Regions from separate parts of the Mus musculus genome. Here all the other regions are linked to region 4. A link is a contact called in public Hi-C, HiCAR-type and promoter capture Hi-C data. All regions are on one chromosome and are shown on one strand. Each heading gives the region's core, a stretch centred on a gene start, on an enhancer-like site or on the middle of the called end of the contact. The rest is flanking DNA. Distances are from core to core; before and after follow the strand shown.

Region 1 (2,700 bases), core at 142-2,641, 2.7 Mb before region 4:
GTGACCTTTCATCATTAACCTACCAGCTTATAACTACGAATAAGATAGAAGCTCAGTTACGGCACTTGCTAGCTAAGTGGTAATTTTAAAAAAATGACATCGTATTTGAAAAATTAATATACTTAAAAAAAAAAGTAGCCTCATAGAAAACTCCTTCCATGTTCTTAGGACCTTTAACCCGGACTTCCTAGCAGTGGTGGTGGACTTTAGACCCTCTTCCACACCAATCCTTTGCACTTTTGTTTTCCCCAAGCACACTCCTTTCTGCGCAAGGGGAAAGTGCAGGGGGACACTACCCACAGCAGCCTAGGAATGTGATTTCTCTGACTCTTTCTCGTGGGCCATAGAATGGGGGACAAACTACAAAAGAGATCCAGTTAAAAATACAACTACCGACAAGCTCCGCGAATCATCGACTTCCTTTCTGCCCCCACCTTCCGAGTGCCTTCCTCTTCCTCCTCCCCGCGTGCGTCGAGTCGCTTTGCATCACGGTATTTGAAGTTCTTTCTGGACGGAAGCGCCTAGCACTCCTTCGCGAGAGAGGAGCCGGAAGACTCTGGTTCCCAGAGGGCAGAGCAGAAGCTACGCCTGCGCAGTCTCAGTGAGGGCGTGTATGTCTGTGTCTGAGGGAGAGAGCGAGAGTGAGTGAGTGTGAGTGCGGGGTGGGGTGGTGGCCGTTACGTTCGGGGCAACGGCTAAGGCAGTGGAGAAGTGAGAAGAGAAACAACGTCCGGCGCTTCCGCCTTCGCCTAGGAGGAGGAGGAACTGGTAGGAAAAGGAAAGCCATTCGCCCTGGGCCTGGACTAGACCTCGTCGGGCCGGCGGAGGTCTGGCTATGTGCCTTTGAGGGTCGCTTGGGACGCCGAGCGAGAGCCGAGAGCGATGTCTCAGCCGCCGCCGCCTCCTCCGCTGCCGCCGCCGCCGCCTCCCCCTGAGGCTCCGCAGACTTCGTCGTCTCTGGCGGCGGCGGCTTCTCCGGGGGGCCTTTCGAAACGAAGGGACCGAAGAATCCTTTCCGGGAGTTGCCCGGATCCCAAGTGCCAGGCGCGCCTCTTCTTCCCGGCCTCGGGTTCTGTCAGCATCGAGTGTACCGAGTGCGGACAGCGGCACGAGCAGCAACAGCTGCTGGGAGTGGAGGAGGTGACCGACCCGGACGTAGTGCTGCACAATCTGCTGCGGAACGCGCTACTCGGAGTGACGGGGGCTCCCAAGAAGAACACGGAACTGGTAAAGGTGATGGGCCTCTCCAACTACCACTGCAAATTATTGTCGCCAATATTGGCACGCTATGGAATGGACAAACAAACGGGCCGGGCCAAGCTTCTCCGGGACATGAACCAAGGCGAACTGTTCGATTGCGCGTTACTTGGTGACCGGGCCTTCCTCATCGAACCAGAGCACGTCAACACAGTGGGCTATGGCAAGGACCGCTCCGGAAGCCTCCTGTATTTGCACGACACGCTCGAGGATATCAAACGGGCTAATAAAAGTCAAGAATGCCTCATCCCAGTGCATGTGGATGGGGATGGACACTGCCTAGTGCATGCTGTGTCTAGGGCTCTAGTAGGCCGAGAGCTCTTCTGGCATGCTCTGAGGGAGAATCTTAAGCAGCACTTTCAGCAGCACCTAGCCCGATATCAAGCCCTGTTTCATGACTTTATTGATGCTGCCGAGTGGGAGGACATTATCAATGAATGTGACCCTCTGTTTGTGCCACCTGAAGGTGTCCCCTTAGGCCTGAGGAATATCCACATATTCGGCCTTGCCAATGTGTTACATCGTCCCATAATTCTTTTAGATTCCCTCAGCGGCATGAGAAGCTCTGGTGATTATTCAGCCACCTTTCTACCTGGCCTCATACCTGCAGAGAAATGCACTGGGAGAGATGGTCATTTGAACAAGCCAATCTGTATTGCGTGGAGTAGCTCTGGTAGAAACCATTATATTCCCTTGGTAGGCATAAAGGGGGCTGCCCTGCCCAAACTACCCATGAATTTGTTACCTAAAGCATGGGGTGTGCCTCAGGACCTTATTAAAAAGTACATCAAGCTTGAGGAGGATGGTGGCTGTGTTATTGGAGGAGACAGAAGTTTGCAGGATAAGTACTTACTTAGGCTGGTTGCTGCTATGGAAGAAGTCTTTATGGACAAACATGGTATCCATCCTAGTTTGGTTGCTGATGTACATCAGTATTTCTACAGAAGGACTGGGGTGATAGGAGTTCAGCCTGAGGAAGTTACAGCAGCTGCTAAAAAGGCAGTAATGGACAATCGCCTTCACAAGTGTTTGCTTTGTGGTGCCCTTTCTGAACTTCATGTCCCTTCTGAGTGGTTGGCTCCAGGAGGGAAACTGTATAACTTGGCAAAAAGTACTCATGGGCAGTTGAGGCCTGACAAAAATTACAGCTTTCCCTTAAACAATTTGGTTTGTTCATATGATCCAGTAAAAGATGTTCTGCTACCAGACTATGGATTGAGTAATCTAACAGCTTGTAATTGGTGCCATGGCTCATCTGTGCGAAGAGTCAGAGGAGATGGCTCTATTGTGTATTTGGATGGAGACAGAACTAATTCTAGGTCTACTGGTGGCAAATGTGGTTGTGGATTCAAACATTTTTGGGAAGGTAAAGAGTATGACAATCTTCCAGAAGCTTTTCCTATCACTTTGGAGTGGGGAGGAAGAGTAGTCAGAGAAACAGTA
Region 2 (2,700 bases), core at 157-2,656, 2.5 Mb before region 4:
ATGATCTTGCTTACCCACTCTTGAGCTGCGTTTTTAAAATAAATAAATATGTATTTATTCTTGTGCCATGTGTATGTGTTTTGCCTGAGTGCATATATGTGTACCAAGTACATGCCTAGTGCCTATGAAGTCGGAAAAGGGTGTGGAATCCCCAAAATATGGGTGCTGAGATCTTGGGTCTTCTGCAAGAGCAGCATGTTTTCCCCAATGCTGAATTGTCCCCATAGCCCTCACTGTGAGCTTCTTTAAATTCTCCTCTTTTTTCCATTGTTTTCTTTCTGCTGTCTCAAACTTCCACATCTCTTTCTCCATTTATTTCTTCTAGGATCTGTGTCCTGATCATTTCTTCTCACTCTGCTAAATTCTATTACTTTTAGATGACTTTTGCTTTTTGTCTTCTTTGAGAGAAGGCAGGATCTGCATTGCAAAGTGTAGCATTAAATTGTGAAGTGGGGGGGGGGGATGGCATGTTTCTGAAACCTTTGTCACAAATACAGGTTTCTTGGTGGAGGAGCCCCTTCCTTCTGGAGACCACCTCCACACTCAAAGAATAACTGAAGTGGGAACTGGGCCAGTGGTTTTATTTTCTGCACAAGCACCGCCAAAGCACAACAAAGAGGCTGGAAGTATCCCCAGGTGGAGGTATGTTCTCATGTCATCAGGAAGCCTACCTGCTTTCCCTGTACCCTGCCCCCTCTCACCACATGCCGCAGGGGATTTTTTTTTTTTTAAGTCAGAAAGGCTGGGGCATTGACCTGTGTTATGTACACTGTTTGTACTGTTGCCCTGGACACTGGGATGACAACTGAGCCACTGTCTTTCACAACTAGCTTGCTTACCTGCTGAGTAATGGGCTGGCTGAGGGCCCTTTTTGGCCTCCTTCCTTGGCTTCCAGCCTTTTGGAGGCACAAGCAACGTTTTCTTTCTAAAAGGAAATTTCGGCTCTCATCAGGAACATGAAGGCCTTTCTGACCTTTTAATCATCTATAGGGAAGATAAAAGTCCATCTTGGATGGAGGATCACATGAGCTGAGGTACTTTAAGCACTTAGCTCAGAGCCCACCACATGTAAACTACATACACCAGTGCCTGTTAACTGTCTATCTGTCTTCACATGCAACAGTCCACTGAACCCAGAGAGGAATCCCAGAAGATCTGTAGCTTTAACCTGAGGATTCAGAGGCTAGGAATAGAGCCTTTTACACTCCTCCTTGGGCTGGGAGAGCAGAGAGTAAGTAGCCAGAACAGGAAGCATCTTTCCTCTTCCTACTTCCCCTGAGCTCCATCTTTAGCCCTCTCCTAAGGAAGAGCATGACACAGATGCGGAAGCATAGTTTACAATAGCATCCAGCTGCAGAGCAGTCTGCTGGCAAGAGCCTGGACAGGCCCTAGAGAACGAAGAGGACGAAGATGACAAGCAGCTTTGAATTCCTTCTGGTATGTCTACAAAGTGACAAGGGTACAGGTCCACCTGTGTGTGTGGGTGTGTGTGTGTGTGTGTGTGTGTGTGAGAGAGAGAGAGAGAGAGAGAGAGAGAAGTGTCCTTTCATTTCTGAGGCATAAAGGGAGATCTCTGTAGATAAGAGGGCTCTCTCCTCCCTGCCTCCACACTGTCCCTGCTCCTCTGCAAGGACAGAGAATTTTCATGGAATAGTCTCCTGGATTTATGGCCGTGAGGCTTGTGTGTGAGACTACATAGCCTGCTTTCCTGGTGAGGTCACTGTTTCTTGAGTTATTGTCTTGCTTTACTTGGCCTGCATGAATAACAAGAATGTGGTGCAGAGGGCTTATTTATGAAGTACCAAATCTCTGCCTGGTTATACCTTACCAAGCAAGCTTCCCATCAGACCTGACTCCTCAGGAGCACTTTAGTCCTAGGGTCTGGTTTGAAGTCTAGTGAGGCTAAATGAGCAGGGCTGGGCCTTCTTCCTCCGAGTTGGAGCAGACAGACAAAAGCCTGTGGTCTCCTAAGCCAATGCACTTTGTAGGTTTCAGTTGAGGACTAATTTTGCTGGTAGGGAATGCAGGCAGGAGGCCAAAGGCAGCAGTTGGCAGCAAGTAGACTCTTTTGAATTCAAAAGAGTCGTCACCACCCACATCTTGCTTCTGAGCCAAGCAAGGGTCACTGGCCCGGACTGACCTGGCACACTGGGTGACCACCTGGGGCTGCAGGATCAGCCCAAATGCTACAGTGGGAAATGGAGAGCCTTGTGTTCAGCCGCCCTGGAGCCCTTCCCCTGCCCACCTTCTTCTGAGAGAGAACCCTGGACCCTGGCTCAGGAAATGATTCTATTTTCAGTTCCTGCCTGGCTGGCTGAATCACTCACTGCTCGCCACCCGTCCCTGCTTCTTCTGAATGGGGCGGATTATCACACCATATGTTAATGCAATTCACAATTTGCAAAGCCCGGTTAGGCTTGGGCTCTGTTGAGTTTTCATCAGCCGGTGAGGTAGATCGGGTAGGTAATTTAATTTGAATGCAAAATAGAGGTTCAAAGAAACTCAGGCAGCAAGGAGGCTCACCACTGTGAGGTGGGGTCTGGCACCCGGCTTCTCACTTGGCAGCAGTTTCTACACTGTCAGGGGTTCACAGCTCTTGGGCTGAATGGCAGGGGACCCTGCTAACAGTTTCCTGTCTTCTTTATAGAGGACATTTGCTTCAGAAGGGTGTTAGGCTGTGGGAGTGCAAAGAATTTAAAA
Region 3 (2,924 bases), core at 116-2,615, 2.6 Mb before region 4:
TCAAAAATATTAATTTCTAAATTAGTCTCTCTCTTTAGAAGCTACTATGGAACTCAGAAAATAATTTAAAAGTGCTTTTCCTTCCCAAAATATATCTTGAGAAAAAGGAAGTTATTTTTTTTTTAAAAGCGAGTGTGTATCTACCTGGTTGTTTTGAATTGCAAGCTCATCTTGATTTGTATTTGCACCTGTATCTCTGATTTGCAAAAGACGATGCGTACAGTTTCAAAATAGCAAAAAATGTCAGTTTGTAACAACATTGATCTGTGGTTCATCACTCTATGCAGTAGAGCATGGTGTCTTGCAAATTTGGGCTCTTCGCCGTGTCTAATCGCTACTGTAGTTAATAATCTCCTTGTATGCTTCTTTAACCGTGTAACTGTTGAGAAGTTGCAACTGTAAGAGGCCCCTTCCCCTATGCAAGATTTCAGTTACTCCAGCTTTCAGGCGCACCTCCGGGACTCTGGGTTCCCCGCGAAGAGCATCCCGCCCCCTTTGTAGACGGAGTACGAGGTTGAGCTTCTGGAGCACTATCAACCTTTTCCCGTTCCACGCAAGCCTCGAGATAACAACTCCCCACTTATCACACTTTTATTCATCTCTGGGGAAAACAAAAGACACAACAACAGGGTCTTGGCCAGTTTCCTTGTCCTTTCGGCGCAGAACTAACTCACACATGCTTAAGAAAATAACGGCCGCGCAAGTTTCCTGGCTAGAAGGTTAAGTAGATGACCGCGCCCTTAAGTGGCGAGACTCACAGCGCGAACTAGCGCCCGCGAGGTCCTCCCCTGCCCAGGACCCCGACTGTCCCCGCCCCAGAGGCACGCTCCGCACCCCTCCGGAGGTGGCGGCGGCTGGATCGGCCCCGGCGCCTCTTCCGGCACACACCCGGGGCGCAGAAACTCGCCTTCCCAGCAATCTCCGCGCCCCACTGGGTGGCTCACCCCGCGTTCCGTGTCCTGTCACCTCGGCCCGTGAACCGGCCTCGCGCCTCCCCCATCCCGCCCCGCCCCTCCCCCGGCTCCACGGCGCTCCGGGACTCCCGCGAGTTCCAATCCTGGCTTCTAGCCCCGCCGGCCCCGCCCTCTGCCGCGCGCGCCCTCGCCGCCCCGCCCCCGCCCCCCTGCGCGCGGCCGCCCCAGCCAATGAGGTTCGGGGCCGCGTGCGCAGATTCAAACGGCGGCTCTTGAGGGAGGCTGGGCGCGAGATTCGGCGGTGCGGACAAAACCCTGCAGGAGGCTGCGAGTGCTGCAGTGCTGCTCGCTGCGGGGAGAGGGCGGGGGTCGGCGCCCGTGACGGAGCGGCGCAGGGCCGGCAGCTCTGAGGCGGAGGCGGCGGCGGCGGGCGGGGCGGCGGCGGGCGGGAGCACGCCTCCTGACATGTCCAGGGCATCCCTGGCCGGGCCCGGCCGCGGCTAGGAGCAGTGGGTCTTGGTCCGCCCCTCTGTCCCTCAGTCCCGCCTGGCCCTGACCTGACCGGGCCTGCTTTCCGCTCTCGGTCACCTGAGGGAAGGAGTTGGGGAAGCGGCGGGTGGGTCTCGGAGAGGGAGCATTGGCCCCAGGCTGGAGGAGGCTGACCCCGCGTCCCCGCCCAGCCCGCGCCTATGCGGTACTTGAAGGATGGCGAAGAGGTCGCGCAGGTGGGTGCCATCCCCTCGGACCCGGCCTAGCGGCCCTGTCTCGACTCTTGCTCTCTGTCCTTTCCTGCTGGTCCCCACTTAGGCCCTCTCGAGCCTGGGGGGCATAGGTTTTCCTGTTCGGTGGGTGTCCCACACCCGCTTCGGCCGCGCTGGCCTGAGAGCATCTATCATTATTAGACTCCATCATTATTAGACGACTGTGTGTAGGACTCTCTCTAACAAATGCTCAGGTTGCTGCATTGACGGATTCTCCCACAGCTCACGCCCAGACTTCTAACTTCTCACAGCCACTTTCAGGGAGGTTTCTTGCCAGGTAAGTTTGCCCACTGTCAGGGGATACGCCACGCCAGGGGAAGCGGTTGTGTTTGCCTGGATGACTTGAAATGGGGTTCTCTCCTCTGACTTAATCGTGCCAAATCAAAACAGATCTCCTTGACAAACCTGGGCGGGCACGGTTCTGGGAAATCTTGAGAAGGGAATTCGCTAAATCTCCCTTGTGCGCACTGCTCTTCTGAGCTTTTCTTTTTCTTAGTATCTTCTGAGGACATTGTTACGTTGTTACTATCGAGTAAACTTGATCCTAAACCAATGTGTCTTAGTTACTTTGTATCTCAAGTATTCATGTTTGATTCTGATTGTATCGGCATTGTAACAAGTAGGACACAATGTTGTTGTTGTAGAAAGATGTGCTAGGATGTCTTTATGCACCTAACTTTTATTTTATGCTATTGTAATAGCTACTCCTAAATTGTGTGGCATAATCAGATGACAAAAAAATCTAGTGTCTCGATTTTCAGTATTAAGGAAACCTGAAAAGTATTTCTCAGAATTTCCATTTATCTAGATACACAGCTTCAAAATCTAAGAGTCATATTCCCTGAGCTGAAATTTAGTACTGAGAGTCATTCATTGCAGAGTTTGATTTAAAATAACTACGCATAAAATACTTGGCTTTATTCATATATTCTTCTATATGTAGGTTGGTTCTGCAGATATCAACATAAATTTAATTATGACATAATTACTTTATATAAAGTGGCTGCAGAATAGATTGAACATTGAAGTGGAACAAGTGTGCATATACGCATACACCCACAGGCACACTACCTTGGTCTTTTATCATTTTGGATGAGGTAGTTGTAGGGGTTTTTAGCAGCACCTTTACCTTTACTCAGTAGAAGACAGTAGCCCTTTTTCCTACAGTCAGGACAACCAAAACTGTTTACAGATGGTGCCACATATCTCTGGGGGGATGGAATCTGGACCATGCAGGTAAGAACTGCTG
Region 4 (2,700 bases), core at 151-2,650:
GAAGCTAGCAAGATTAGCACAATAATGCGTGCAGAACCACTTTTCTTCCACTTTCAGACTTCTCCCTAGGGTTCACCTTGCAAAATATTTAATCCGTGGTGGGTTTTTTTTTTTTCTTATTTGAGTACAAAATTTCTAAATGGTGACTTTCTACGAGTTTCATCAAAAGTAGCCTCCTAGAGTTTAAAGAATTAAATGCTGCTATCTAACCATATGGTATTTAAACTTTATGACATAAAGAAAAAGTAAACTTTGTGTAATCTTTAGGCAGTCATTCCCTCTCATGTAAACTCTGAGGTCTAAGCAAAGACTAGCAACCTGTTTCATATGAAAGTATCGCATGTGGCCTTAGATACTGTGAAAGTCAATATATTAAGTTGCAAAATACTGGCACGTAGGCCAGGCACAACAGCTCCTGTTTGATCCTAGCACTCGGGAGGTGGAGGCAGAAGCTAAGAGTTCAAGGTCAGCTTCCACAGCACAGGGGGCTCTATCTCAGCTTGAGCTATAGAACTGCGTCGCAAATCACAAAACATACAATAAGCTTTTAACTGACTCGCTACTGAAAGTGTGAAGCCCATGCTAAACAGTAACATTTAACAATAAAGTATGTTTTTAAAAAAAAGAGTGGAGAGTTCCGTATACTACTGGCCCAAAAATCTATATTCTATATAGGACTTTAATTTTCGTCTATAAACACACTCCTCACTTGCACCGACAAAATCCTGAAAGGCTGGATGCATACATACACTTGGGATCGGGTTACTCTGAGTAGTGGGAGCGTAAATATTGGGGTTGAGGTCCAGGACAGAAAGAGGGCAGGAGTCTTGTGTCTTCATTGTTTGGCAGCTTTTTTTTTTTTTCTTACAGAGCACGCAGTACTTTAGCTCCATTTCTAAGAGCATTCCTCCTCCTCCTTCTGTACCCAAATTCTTCAGATTTGTAAACGCACAGCTGTGGTTTCACGATTTTAAAAGAACACGCATAAAAGCAATAAGCTGTAAAACACCTTGGCTCTGCAAAACAGCTCGCCCTGTCTCTCTCCATCCGTTCTCCCGGCTGGTGTCTAAAATGCCAAAGCAGCGGACGCGGACCGCACTTACCGAAGGCGCAGAAGACGCTCACACAGCGGCAGCGCCCGCTCAGTCCCTGAAGCCCCGTCCCAGCCCCCGCGTCACGAGCCTGCGTAGGCGGGAGCCCTCCAGGCCAAAGCAGCGGCGGACCGGCGGCGGGCGGAGCGCCGCAGAGACAGCCGACTGGCCCGGCACAGCGTCCGCCAGCGCCGACGCGGGAGGGCGGAGCCCGACCCGCAACCCGGGACCCGGGCAGCTGGACTGCCCTAGTCGCCACCGCCTCCTGGGAGCTGCGCGTGCGCGGGGCGCCCTCCGAAGAAAGATGCCAATCAACGGGGCCTGGGAACACCCCCACCCTCAGCTGGGTTGGACTCCGCCCTCTCGCTGAACGCCCTGCCCCTTAACCAAACAACGCGAGGCTTGCCCAAGCGGCTGGCAGCTCCCGCGGATGCCGCGAGAGCTGGGGCTCCTCCTATTCTGTCGCTGTTTTGTTTGTGTGCTGCGTAGCTCGGGAGCGCAGGGTCTGGTGACTCAGTCCGTCCCCAGCTCCGCCTCCGGTCGGCGTTTTGCCGACTGGATCTACGAGGCCACTTCATCTCCAGCCTCTCCGCGGGTCTCTGTATCGGGTGATGGGGAGGATGCCTGCAGACCCGGCGCGCACCCAATGACTGGCGGCGGTGCATGCGTCGCCCCCTGTGCAGGCGCAGCTGACGCCTTCTTGGTCCACGCCGAAGCCCCTGCCTGTGTCGGTGTCGGGAAGGAGTGCTTGTTGAGAAGTGGCGAGGGTCAGAAGCAAGGGGGAGCATCTACATCTGTAGTCCTCCGCAGTAAACATGTCGATTCCTACTTTGGGACTGTATTTTTTGTTTGTTTGTTTGTTTCCAGCACATAAAAAGACACTGCTTTCCCAATGCTGTAATTTGTAACCAAATGCACGTTCCAGATGTGGTGGCACTGGCTTGTAACCCCAGCACTTGGGATGCTCAAAGTCTGCCTGTACTACATACATATATCAAGTCCCTATCAGGAAAACAAAAGGTCTTGAGGCCTAGGTTGCTGTCACCTACAGTAACCTTGTGTAAAGTGTTTAAGAACAGAGTAGTAAAATGAGAGCTTCCAATCACTTGAAAACTGGAACAAAGTTAACTTATGCGATGGTCTGACTTTCAGCTCACCTTTATGTCTCAAGTACGAAGTTAGATTTGGTGGCCTTTTAGCCCTTAGACTGAGGCTGTGGGCCGGATTCCTTAGTCCTATCTTTGTGTCTCTCCTAGAACCAAAGCACCCCTGGACAGGATGGGATCACATAACAGTCTTTGGGGGTTCGGTTTCTGATACTCTAGGCAGAAATTTTAGCAGGTGAAAATATTTTATCGAGTGGATGTAACGGCTCAGGGTGGTAATCCCAAAAGCTCCGCAGGTGACAGCAGAGATCAGTAGTCCAAAGTTATCTGCAGATACTTCATTTGAGGTCAGCCTGGGTTATATGAGACTGTCTCAAAAAAAAAAAAAAAATATATATATATATATATACATCTTACCATAAACATAATAAATCACATGATAAATTAGGAAGGTTTGGGAGTTTTAACAGAATCTCCAGGCTGTCCTCAAATGTGAAATCCTC
Region 5 (2,700 bases), core at 187-2,686, 2.7 Mb before region 4:
GATTCATCAACCAATTCAGTGCCAGCAACAACCAACCGCAAAAAAAAAAATTACCAAACTGTTAATGGTAATGTCTACAAACAAAAAGGGTTCTGTTTCACAGTTCAAGTTTAATCTGATGCTCCCATCTGAGCCACGTCATATAAATTGTCAAACATATTGAAAACAAAGCTCCCTATAAAAACAAAACTAGGTTCAGTCCAGTGGCAGTGTAAAGAAAGGGAACTTCTGATGTCTGAGTTGTCAGACTTGGAATCAGAGAGTCCACCTTTCTGAAGTTACATGGGATCTGGCCTGAGACCTGCCAGCAACAGGTCCCATCTCTCCACGCCTGAATCCTACGGGGAATGAAGGGTAAGAACTTGCCTTAAGGGAGTGGTAGCCTAAGGGGGCAGAAGGCACACCCATTCCTAAAATATGTCTGAAACTTCCTCTAATGTTTCCAGCTCTTTCTATAACATTGGGGAACTAGAGTATGCATGGCCTCTTCGTGGCTACAACCACAAATAACTTATCATTTTGAGTTAAGAATTTGAGGTAATATTTATAAAGCACTTAGGAAACAGAGCAGTTCATAGTATGAGCTGTGTTTGCTAAATAAAGCAGGCACTTTCCAGGCCTGTTAGGTAAACAATCTAGTGAGAAGGGCAAGACTCTACCCAAGAGGCGTTTTTGGGGTTTTGTTGTTTTGTTTTCCTCTCTCTTTCTCTCTCTCTCTCTCTCTCTCTCTCCCCCTCTCTCTCTCTCTCTTTCTTCTTCTGTGTTTATTCTCGAATCCTAAGTGCATCCAGCATAGTCTCTGCCTGCAGAACTGCAGTTCAACCAGGCATTCGGTGCAACATTAAGTCAAAGACCTTTGTTTCAAGAGGCGAATCCCTTCTCTTTTCTACCGGTCCAAAGAACCATCCCTAAGCGCGCCCTAGAACCGAAAACCTCAGCGCGCTTTAAGGCGGCATTCGTCGGTGCTTGAACCGTGAGAATCGACCGAGCGAAAACAGACCGAAGGGTTCGAGTCTGAGAACTTGAAAAAGAGTGGCGACGCGATCTAGCCCTGCCGACCACTTCACACCGTCGCCCCGGCGGGTCCGCGCAGAACCCCATCCCGCGTCAGGTGGGCTCCCGGGTCCTCGCCACCCGCTGCCCCGCTCGGGGGGCCGGGCGAGCCGCCCGCGCTCCCCCGCGCGAGGGAGCCCCACGCCACGGCGCTGAGCTCTCCCGGAGCACACAAAGACCGCGCCGGGCCGCGGCGGGACCCCGGCGCCCGAGAGAGCCCGGCCGGGACCCCGGCACGCAGACCGGCGCACCCGCCCCGCACCTACCCGGCTGTGCGGCGTCCGGGCGCCCGGGCGCGGAGCCCAGAGCGCTGGCAGTTTCTTCTTCCCGGCGGCGCGGCCGGGCGCCGGCGTTTCCTCCCTGACGCGTCACGGCGGCTCCTCCCGCGAAGCGCCGGGCGGCGGGCGGGCGGGCGGGCGGCGCGAGGGGACGGCGGGGTCGGCCGGGACCCGCGCGGATGGCGGGACCGCTCGGCTACCCGCGCTCGCCCGTCACGCGGGGTGCAAAGTTCAGGAGGAGACGCCGCCGGACTCCTGCGCTCAGCTGACGGGATGCGCGAGGTCCGCGGCGAGGGTGACCTTGGCCCACTCGGGAGCCCGGGCGGCAGAGCGGACCCGGGCGGTGGCAGAGGGCTGGGGGCTGCGGCTTCCTGCAAGCTGGACGCTGCAGAAGCCAAATAAGTATTCGGACGATCTGGAGAGCCCACTGTGCTTCCTTTAGCTTTTTCTGGGCAGTTTTCTACACTTTTTCCCACGTCAGCAGATTGATTTTTTTTTTTTTTTTTGACCAGTGTTTATGGATGAGCGAGGGCTCTCACAAATTGGCAGATAGATGCTATGTACAGATAATATGCGTTTCTCTTGATCATTTTAGATCTATGGATTATTTTTGTTTGTTATTTTTAAACTACCCAACACACTCTACTGCTGGTGCTTGTCCATTTAACTACAGAAGCTGCGTTTTTAAAAACCCGTTCTGTGAATGGGGAACTAAGAATTACACGATTCAATGGTTGTGGAGTAGAGTTAAAATTTTGAACTAGAGAGCCACACCACCACTGTAGTTTAGGTTTTATCTGATACCACGTGAAAGTAGACCCACACAACTGTTTAAAGGATTTCTGTCTGCATGGCATGCTTCATATTTTACATTAATCTACCCTTTGAATCATATGGTTCCAGAAAATTTGCCACAAATCTATGAACAAATAGAGGAACTGAGATGAATGAGTGAGTTCCGTAAATTCAAAGAACTCTTTATATTTTAGAACGATACTCAGAAGATTTAGCCTCATGAATAAATGTAAGAAAAGTTATTTGTACTATCCATGCTGCAATATGGCCTTGTCCTTAAAATAGGTTGTGAACCCAAATTCTTTTATACTGTGAAACCTATTATTCTCACAGGACTTTCTTAACAGCGATTCTCCATGGCTTTGGGAAATGGACAAGAAAATACAGTTCATAGAGCCCAACATATTGCAGCAGTCATTTATATGTTCCACTATGATCTGCTTACAAAGCAATACACACAATAAAGCACACATCTTCTCTGTGACAAAAAAACAAGTGATCAGTGTATCTGCTAATTAAAGCCATATTCATAATACTGAAGAAATGCTCTTGGACAAAAGGAAATTTTATGTCA
Region 6 (2,700 bases), core at 50-2,549, 2.9 Mb before region 4:
TGACCACTGGAACAAGCTTACACAAGCTTCTCAGAAAGAACTTAAGATACTAATGTACTCTAATGTCCCTAGTGTGCCCGAAGTTATACTTTAAGAAGATTCTATTTTTATTTTTGGTTTCGTTATTTTGTCTCCAATAGTCCAGGGAGAAAGCGGGGTTGGAACTCTTGATTCTCCATTCTCCACCTCCCAAGTACTGGAATTAGAAGAATGTTGCAATGTCCTTGCTCTGTTTTGTTTGCCCAGCTCCTTGACTTTTTGAAACAGGGTCTCCTGCAGCCCAGGCAAAAGCACCTGCATTAGAAGAGGATACAGACGGGCAGTAGTGGTGCACGCCTTGAATCCCAGCACTCAAGCAGGCAGCTCTCGAGTTTGAGGCCAGCCTGGACTACATAGTTCCAGAACTGCAAAAACCCCGGGGTCCAGGTGAAGCAGCTACAGAGCCTTCGAATTCCTGTGAAGGAGCAGTTACTGACGAAGAGTTAAGGAAAGGCATCTCCGAGCTGTGCTTTTTAAAATCTGTGTGCTCTAAAGCAGAAATGTCAAGAAGTGCATTTCAAGCAATGCCTAACAACTAATATATTACTAAGCCAAGGAAAAAAGTTCTAATAGAATGAAAAACTGGGTTGGGGGAGCTAAAAGAAGATGATGAAGCTGGAGAAGTCTTTAAGAACCGTGTTACGAAAAAAATTAAATATATTAGAATTAAATAAAACACAAATTTCATGCATGCCTTCAACTTACAGTCTAGTGGGCAATTGGGGATGAGAATGTGAGGGAAGAAAACCTAAAAATACGACTGAAACAAATTTCACATTAACTGCTGGAAGGCACAGGTTGCGGAGATTAAATCTGCACTGAGACAAACCTTTTTTAAAAAGTAGCGCCTAAGGCATTCACCGCTCCTAACACTTGTATAAAATGTTACCCTATAAAGTCCCTAAAAAAGTTAATCTTAGCAACCGGTAACTTTTGCTTGCCACCTCGCAACAGTAGCGAAAACACAAAAGCGGAACGCCAACCACAAACCCCGGAGGCTTAACACACCGCAAATTATCTTAAAAGAGTCACGCGATCTTCCCCCTCCAAAACCAATAATCCGGAGATACTTACACCTCTGTTTCTCTAGAGATATTTAGTATTCCAAACAATTTATTTCGTTTGAAGCACCTACACTCACATAAACATAATTCCCCAAACTCAAGTTTCCTCCTACACACAATATGGTGGCATCTGAGTCTGCGCAGTACGAGCCGAGCCGGCCGACTCCTTCCTGGCAGGCCAATAGTCCCGCCTTCCGGCGCGAAAGGCTGTACCATTCCCACACCGAGGCTTTGCGTCCCTCGCAGTTCACACGAACGGATTTCCGAGCCAGCATGTTCTCGTTTCACCGGCAAGACTGATCTTAGCCGAGCCGAGCCGAGCCAACCCTAAGGAAGTGTTTTCTATGTCGCTGCGCCGCCGCCGCGCCCCAGCGCGCGAATGGTCTGGACCAACGTCACCTCCGGTCTCAAGTGTCATGGCTGCCTTGAGAGTCTAGTGAGTGTGCACCCTGGTGGGGAAGGTCCAAAGCCCGCACGCTGAGGCCCAGTAGAAGAAAGTTGCATCTTGATTGTGGAGCGACAGCTTCTCCGGTGCCTCGGCCATGGCAGCTTCCGGGAGTGGTATGGCCCAGAAAACCTGGGAATTGGCCAACAACATGCAGGAAGCGCAGAGTATCGATGAAATCTACAAATATGACAAAAAACAACAACAAGAAATCCTGGCGGCGAAACCCTGGACTAAGGAGTGAGGAGGTCCCTGGCGAGACGCAGGGGAGGGCAGGGATGGCGGGACTGTGAGAGACCCGCGAGGGGTGGGAGATGAAGGGTGTGGTGAGCTTGGCTTTCTGTGGGGCGTCGACCGAATATTGGCCACAGTGGCCTTAGTCTGCCTTGTCAGTAGAGCCTTACCTGTCCTCTAGGGCCTGCTTCGATTCCCCTTTTAGAAAGTTTCTTGCCTTCAGGGCGTGTAAAGGGCTGACTTGGGGTGCGACTTTTGTCAACATGATTATTTTTGTAAATCTCACACACTCTGCCTTGAACCTGGTGGCTACATGCAGTTAGTTGCAGCCTTCAGTAGATTCCCAAACTGAAGAGCGTGGCTGTTTTTATAAATCGAATGAGCAGAGCATTGATTTAAAAAAAAAAAAAAAATCCATGAGCTCTTGGATTGATTGGTTTGGTTTTTTTTCAGCTCTTTAGACACATACCAAATCCTCTTAGCAGTTCCCTACAATACTACTACAATTCATGTAAACCAGGAATTATAAGAGAGAGCTTAGAAGCATTTTCCCCAGCCAAATCCATGTATCTTTGGGATTGACGACAAGTCAAATGATTCTTTAGAGCAAATTGTATTAAGGAGAGTGAAGAAAAAAATTACAAAAGGTTGCTGAGTAGACTGTCTTGCTGTCTCCAGGTGTTTTGTTCTGATGGCACAGCTGGCTTTAACCGTCAGTACTCTGTTTTCAGTGTTTATTGAGTTCTTACTGTGGGCCTGGCACTGGCCTGAAGATTTTCGTGTCTTTTAATAATCTTGACAATCCAGGATTCTTTCCCTTTCTGTAAATAGAAAAATAAGCAAATACATTCAGAAACACACCTCATGGTCATACTATAGCAATGAGCTTAGGTTCAATAGACTGAAAATCAGGTCTCA
Region 7 (2,894 bases), core at 356-2,855, 2.9 Mb before region 4:
AAGGTAACTTTGCTGGGTAGTTTGATGTCAGTTTGACACATGCTATAGAGGAGGGTCCCTCAATTGAGAAACTGCTAACATAAGACTAGGCTGTATGCAAACCTATAGGGCATTTTCTTAATTAGTGGTTAATGAGGAAGGCACAGGATGAGCCAAAGAATGAGAAGGAGCCAGAAGATGAGAACAGATCGCCAGAGTTAGTTTGAGGCCAAGGAGAGTAAAAAGTCAGAGGCTGAGAGAGAAGCCAGCTCTTTGTAGGTGAGGATACCCCTGGGCCAGGGATCCTGAGACGCAAGCTGAGAAGGCATGAGATAAGCCAGTAAGCTTCACCCCTCCATGACCTCTGCATTGGTTTCTGTACTGCTTGAGTTCCTATTTTGACTTCCTTCAGTGATGAATAGTGGCTTAGAATGCTAAATCAAATGAGCCCTTTCCCTCCCCAATTTGCTTTTGGTTGTGGTGTTTCATCATGACCATTAAGTTCAACAATAGTAACTCTAACACATTAGGTGACTACTTTCTTTTTTTTTTAAAGATATATTTATTTATTTTTATGTATGTGAGTACACTTTAGCTTTCTTCAGACACACCAGAAGAGGTCATTGGATCTCATTACAGATGGTTGGGAGCCACCATGTGGTTACAGGGATTTGAACTCAGGACCTCTGGAAAAGCAGTCAGTGCTCTTAACTAGCTGAGCTGTCTCTCCAGCCCGGTGACTACTTCATGACTAAGAAAAATTCTATTACTATTACAAATCAAACTCATTAACAGCTTCTCCTTTTTTTCTTTCTTTCTTTCTTTTTTTTTTTTTCTTTCTTCTTTAGGTTTTTTCGAGACAGGGTTTCTCTGTGTAGCCCTGGCTGACCTGGAACTCACTCTGTAGACCAGGCTGGCCTCGAACTCAGAAATCCGCCTGCCTGGGATTTAAGGGAATAAGTGCTGGGATTAAAGGTGTGCGCCACCACGCCCTGCACGCTCCTTTTTTTCTGACAATCAATTTTTATCTCTCTTTCTGTGAGTGTGTCCGTGTGCTTGCTGCTTCCAGAACACTAACTCTAATGGAGCTGCTGTGGGCTGGGGATGTCTTAGCAGTTAAGAACACTGACTGTTCATCCAGAGGACCCAGGGTTAGATTCCCAGCACTCATATTGTAAGTTGGGTCACATATAACCCCAGTTCCAGGGCATCTGACACTCTCTACTGAACTCTGTCAGTACCAGGTTCTCGGGCGAGGCACACATGGCTAGCGTGCAGGCCAAACACCCATACATATAAAATACATCTTAGAAAAAAAAAATTAAATAGTTTCTAATACCAACGGTTTTTAAACACTGAAGTAGGTGAGGATGTAGAAGACCCAGCAAACATAAGGACCTGGACTGGGAGACTGTCCTATTTTAAGGCATTATTCATTACTTGAAAAATCAATTAAAAAGCTCTAGCGGAAGTATTCGCACTAATTCCCACAACCTGCTCCCTCCGCCCCACTAGAAACACAGAGCCGGAAGAGGAGGGGGTGAAGGCGAGCACGCAGAAGAGGGCTGGCCGGAAGAGGCGGGGCCTACAGGAGCGCCTTAGGGTCGCGCACGCTGGGCCACTTCCTTTCTCGGCAGCGCCGTAGAGCGCGAGCAGACGGTGCAGCATGGCGCACAGCGGAGGCCGCGGGCGGCCGAACCCGGCGTGTCCTTGGGCGTTTCCAGGTGCGAATCCTGCGGTCTGCTTAACCCCGTGTGTGCGGAGAGGGCTTCCTTGTTGGCGGCGTCCGTCTCTAGCCGGGTACGGGGGCCCCATGGCTCCCGGGTTCGGTGTGGCCCTTGGCCCGCTGTGAGCGGCGGGGCGCGTTCCCAATGGTCTCCAAATCTTAACCGAGATTAGTTATAAGGCCTGCTCCTCTGGACGCTTCGAAGTGCGGGCACAAGCGGCCGCTTCTGGCGGCAGCTTTCATCTGGGCCTGCACCCTGGCGGGAGCCCCTTTGTATCCCCAAGAAAAGCCACCATGCGGTCTGTTTCAGGCTTCCTAAGTGAGTAATCCATAGGAAATTTTACAGAGGCGGAAAAGTACTGCTTCTAAGATGTTAAGACCGCCAATTTTAGGCTTTTTTTTTTTTTTGGCTTTTTTTTTTTTTAAAGATTAATAGTTTGATCTGAAGTATTGGCATCACTCTAAAAAGCTTGTATTCATGGATCAACCCTGTAAGTACGATCTAAAGTTGGAGCAAAATTTTCAAACTATTTGAAAGCCACGCAGGGTGGGGATGCTGGCAAAAGAAGGTGGTGGTAAGTTCTGAAGCGTGTGGATACAAAAGAACACTACATTTCAGGCCTGCATGTTATACTTTACTGTTGGTATCTGTAAGCCAAATTGGGTACTCTGGATTTCTGTAAACTCAGCGTTTCAAATATGAAAATGATTAAGGATTTCTCATCGGTTTGCAGGTGATAAGTCATCACCAGTAATCGGTTCAATCATTCATTCTCTGATTTGTGACTCTGGCCATGCCGTTTCCTGTTCTAATGTCCCAGTGATGGTCTGCACAATTGCATATATGCCTCAAGCTTTTCCGTGCAAGCACCAAGACTGAGAAGCCAAGGCTTGGTACTCAGTCCTTTAAGTTAGTACTGGCAGTGAAGGGCGTGAGTAAAATGTTTTTCTGTCTGTGATGGACGGATGATGGGACAGGAACTGAAGCACCACAGGAACCTGGAGTTAGCGGATGCCGAAGCCATGGAGGATGCTATTAGCTTACGCTTTGGTTCTTAGAGAACACAGGGCCTCCAGCCCAGGGGAGGTGGCTGCCCCCTTACCCCAGTCACTGATTATGAAAATGCCTTACAGGCGTGCTTGTCCACAGCCCTATCTTAAGGATGCATTTTTACAATTGTAGCTTCCT

What was found. Promoter capture Hi-C pulls out the DNA fragments that hold promoters and counts their contacts. Hi-C and Micro-C count contacts between places; a contact is called where the count stands out from the background. HiCAR-type assays count read pairs that join an accessible place to other places.
Region 1: a contact with region 4 is called in a promoter capture Hi-C map of pre-B cells, with 12 times the contacts expected there. The contact joins the promoter of 1700034P13Rik here to the promoter of Pcmtd1 in region 4. A contact is called at or near these places in 6 of 39 promoter capture datasets (cranial neural crest, embryonic stem cells, hippocampal neurons and 3 more), 4 of 115 datasets of contacts at active chromatin or transcription factors (astrocytes, embryonic stem cells, large pre-B cells and 1 more) and 2 of 9 other capture datasets (adipose tissue and liver).
Region 2: a contact with region 4 is called in a promoter capture Hi-C map of hippocampal neurons, with 11 times the contacts expected there. The contact joins the promoter of 2610203C22Rik here to the promoter of Pcmtd1 in region 4. A contact is called at or near these places in 7 of 39 promoter capture datasets (the 3T3-L1 cell line, 3T3-L1-derived adipocytes, cranial neural crest and 3 more) and 1 of 9 other capture datasets (embryonic stem cells).
Region 3: a contact with region 4 is called in a HiCAR-type map of astrocytes, with 14 times the contacts expected there. The contact joins the promoter of Mybl1 here to the promoter of Pcmtd1 in region 4. A contact is called at or near these places in 2 of 39 promoter capture datasets (cranial neural crest and hippocampal neurons), 5 of 484 Hi-C or Micro-C datasets (B cells, CD4 T cells, CD8 T cells and 2 more), 5 of 115 datasets of contacts at active chromatin or transcription factors (astrocytes, embryonic stem cells, large pre-B cells and 1 more) and 2 of 9 other capture datasets (adipose tissue and liver).
Region 5: a contact with region 4 is called in a HiCAR-type map of astrocytes, with 11 times the contacts expected there. The contact joins the promoter of Sgk3 here to the promoter of Pcmtd1 in region 4. A contact is called at or near these places in 5 of 39 promoter capture datasets (the C10 cell line, hippocampal neurons, liver and 1 more) and 2 of 115 datasets of contacts at active chromatin or transcription factors (astrocytes and pro-B cells).
Region 6: a Hi-C map of uterus shows a contact between it and region 4, with 6 times the contacts expected there. The contact joins the promoter of Cops5 here to the promoter of Pcmtd1 in region 4. A contact is called at or near these places in 2 of 39 promoter capture datasets (cranial neural crest and frontonasal cranial neural crest), 2 of 484 Hi-C or Micro-C datasets (CD4 T cells and uterus), 2 of 115 datasets of contacts at active chromatin or transcription factors (astrocytes and pro-B cells) and 2 of 9 other capture datasets (adipose tissue and liver).
Region 7: a contact with region 4 is called in a promoter capture Hi-C map of liver, with 12 times the contacts expected there. The contact joins the promoter of Snhg6 here to the promoter of Pcmtd1 in region 4. A contact is called at or near these places in 6 of 39 promoter capture datasets (the HPC-7 cell line, cranial neural crest, hippocampal neurons and 3 more) and 1 of 115 datasets of contacts at active chromatin or transcription factors (astrocytes).

What each region holds. Positions count from the first base shown.
Region 1 is chr1:9,746,339-9,749,038 of GRCm38.p6, reverse strand. 1700034P13Rik (RIKEN cDNA 1700034P13 gene) reads right to left here and starts at 1,391. Exons shown (of 4, transcript NR_040462.1): 1 at 435-1,391. Vcpip1 (valosin containing protein (p97)/p47 complex interacting protein 1) reads left to right here and starts at 657. Exons shown (of 3, transcript NM_173443.3): 1 at 657-2,700. The coding sequence starts at 883.
Region 2 is chr1:9,629,798-9,632,497 of GRCm38.p6, reverse strand. It overlaps 2610203C22Rik (RIKEN cDNA 2610203C22 gene), which reads left to right and starts at 1,406. Exons shown (of 5, transcript NR_015470.1): 1 at 1,406-1,437.
Region 3 is chr1:9,698,650-9,701,573 of GRCm38.p6, reverse strand. It overlaps Mybl1 (myeloblastosis oncogene-like 1), which reads left to right and starts at 1,365. Exons shown (of 15, transcript NM_001290397.1): 1 at 1,365-1,639. The coding sequence starts at 1,620.
Region 4 is chr1:7,087,620-7,090,319 of GRCm38.p6, reverse strand. Pcmtd1 (protein-L-isoaspartate (D-aspartate) O-methyltransferase domain containing 1) reads right to left here and starts at 1,400. Exons shown (of 6, transcript NM_183028.3): 1 at 1,104-1,400.
Region 5 is chr1:9,796,866-9,799,565 of GRCm38.p6, reverse strand. It overlaps Sgk3 (serum/glucocorticoid regulated kinase 3), which reads right to left and starts at 1,436. Exons shown (of 18, transcript NM_133220.2): 1 at 1,320-1,436.
Region 6 is chr1:10,036,758-10,039,457 of GRCm38.p6, reverse strand. Cops5 (COP9 signalosome subunit 5) reads left to right here and starts at 1,299. Exons shown (of 8, transcript NM_013715.2): 1 at 1,299-1,788. The coding sequence starts at 1,646. Cspp1 (centrosome and spindle pole associated protein 1) reads right to left here and starts at 1,240. Exons shown (of 30, transcript NM_026493.3): 1 at 1,114-1,240.
Region 7 is chr1:9,942,829-9,945,722 of GRCm38.p6, reverse strand. It overlaps Snhg6 (small nucleolar RNA host gene 6), which reads left to right and starts at 1,605. Exons shown (of 4, transcript NR_024067.2): 1 at 1,605-1,703. It also overlaps a transcript of Mcmdc2 not described here.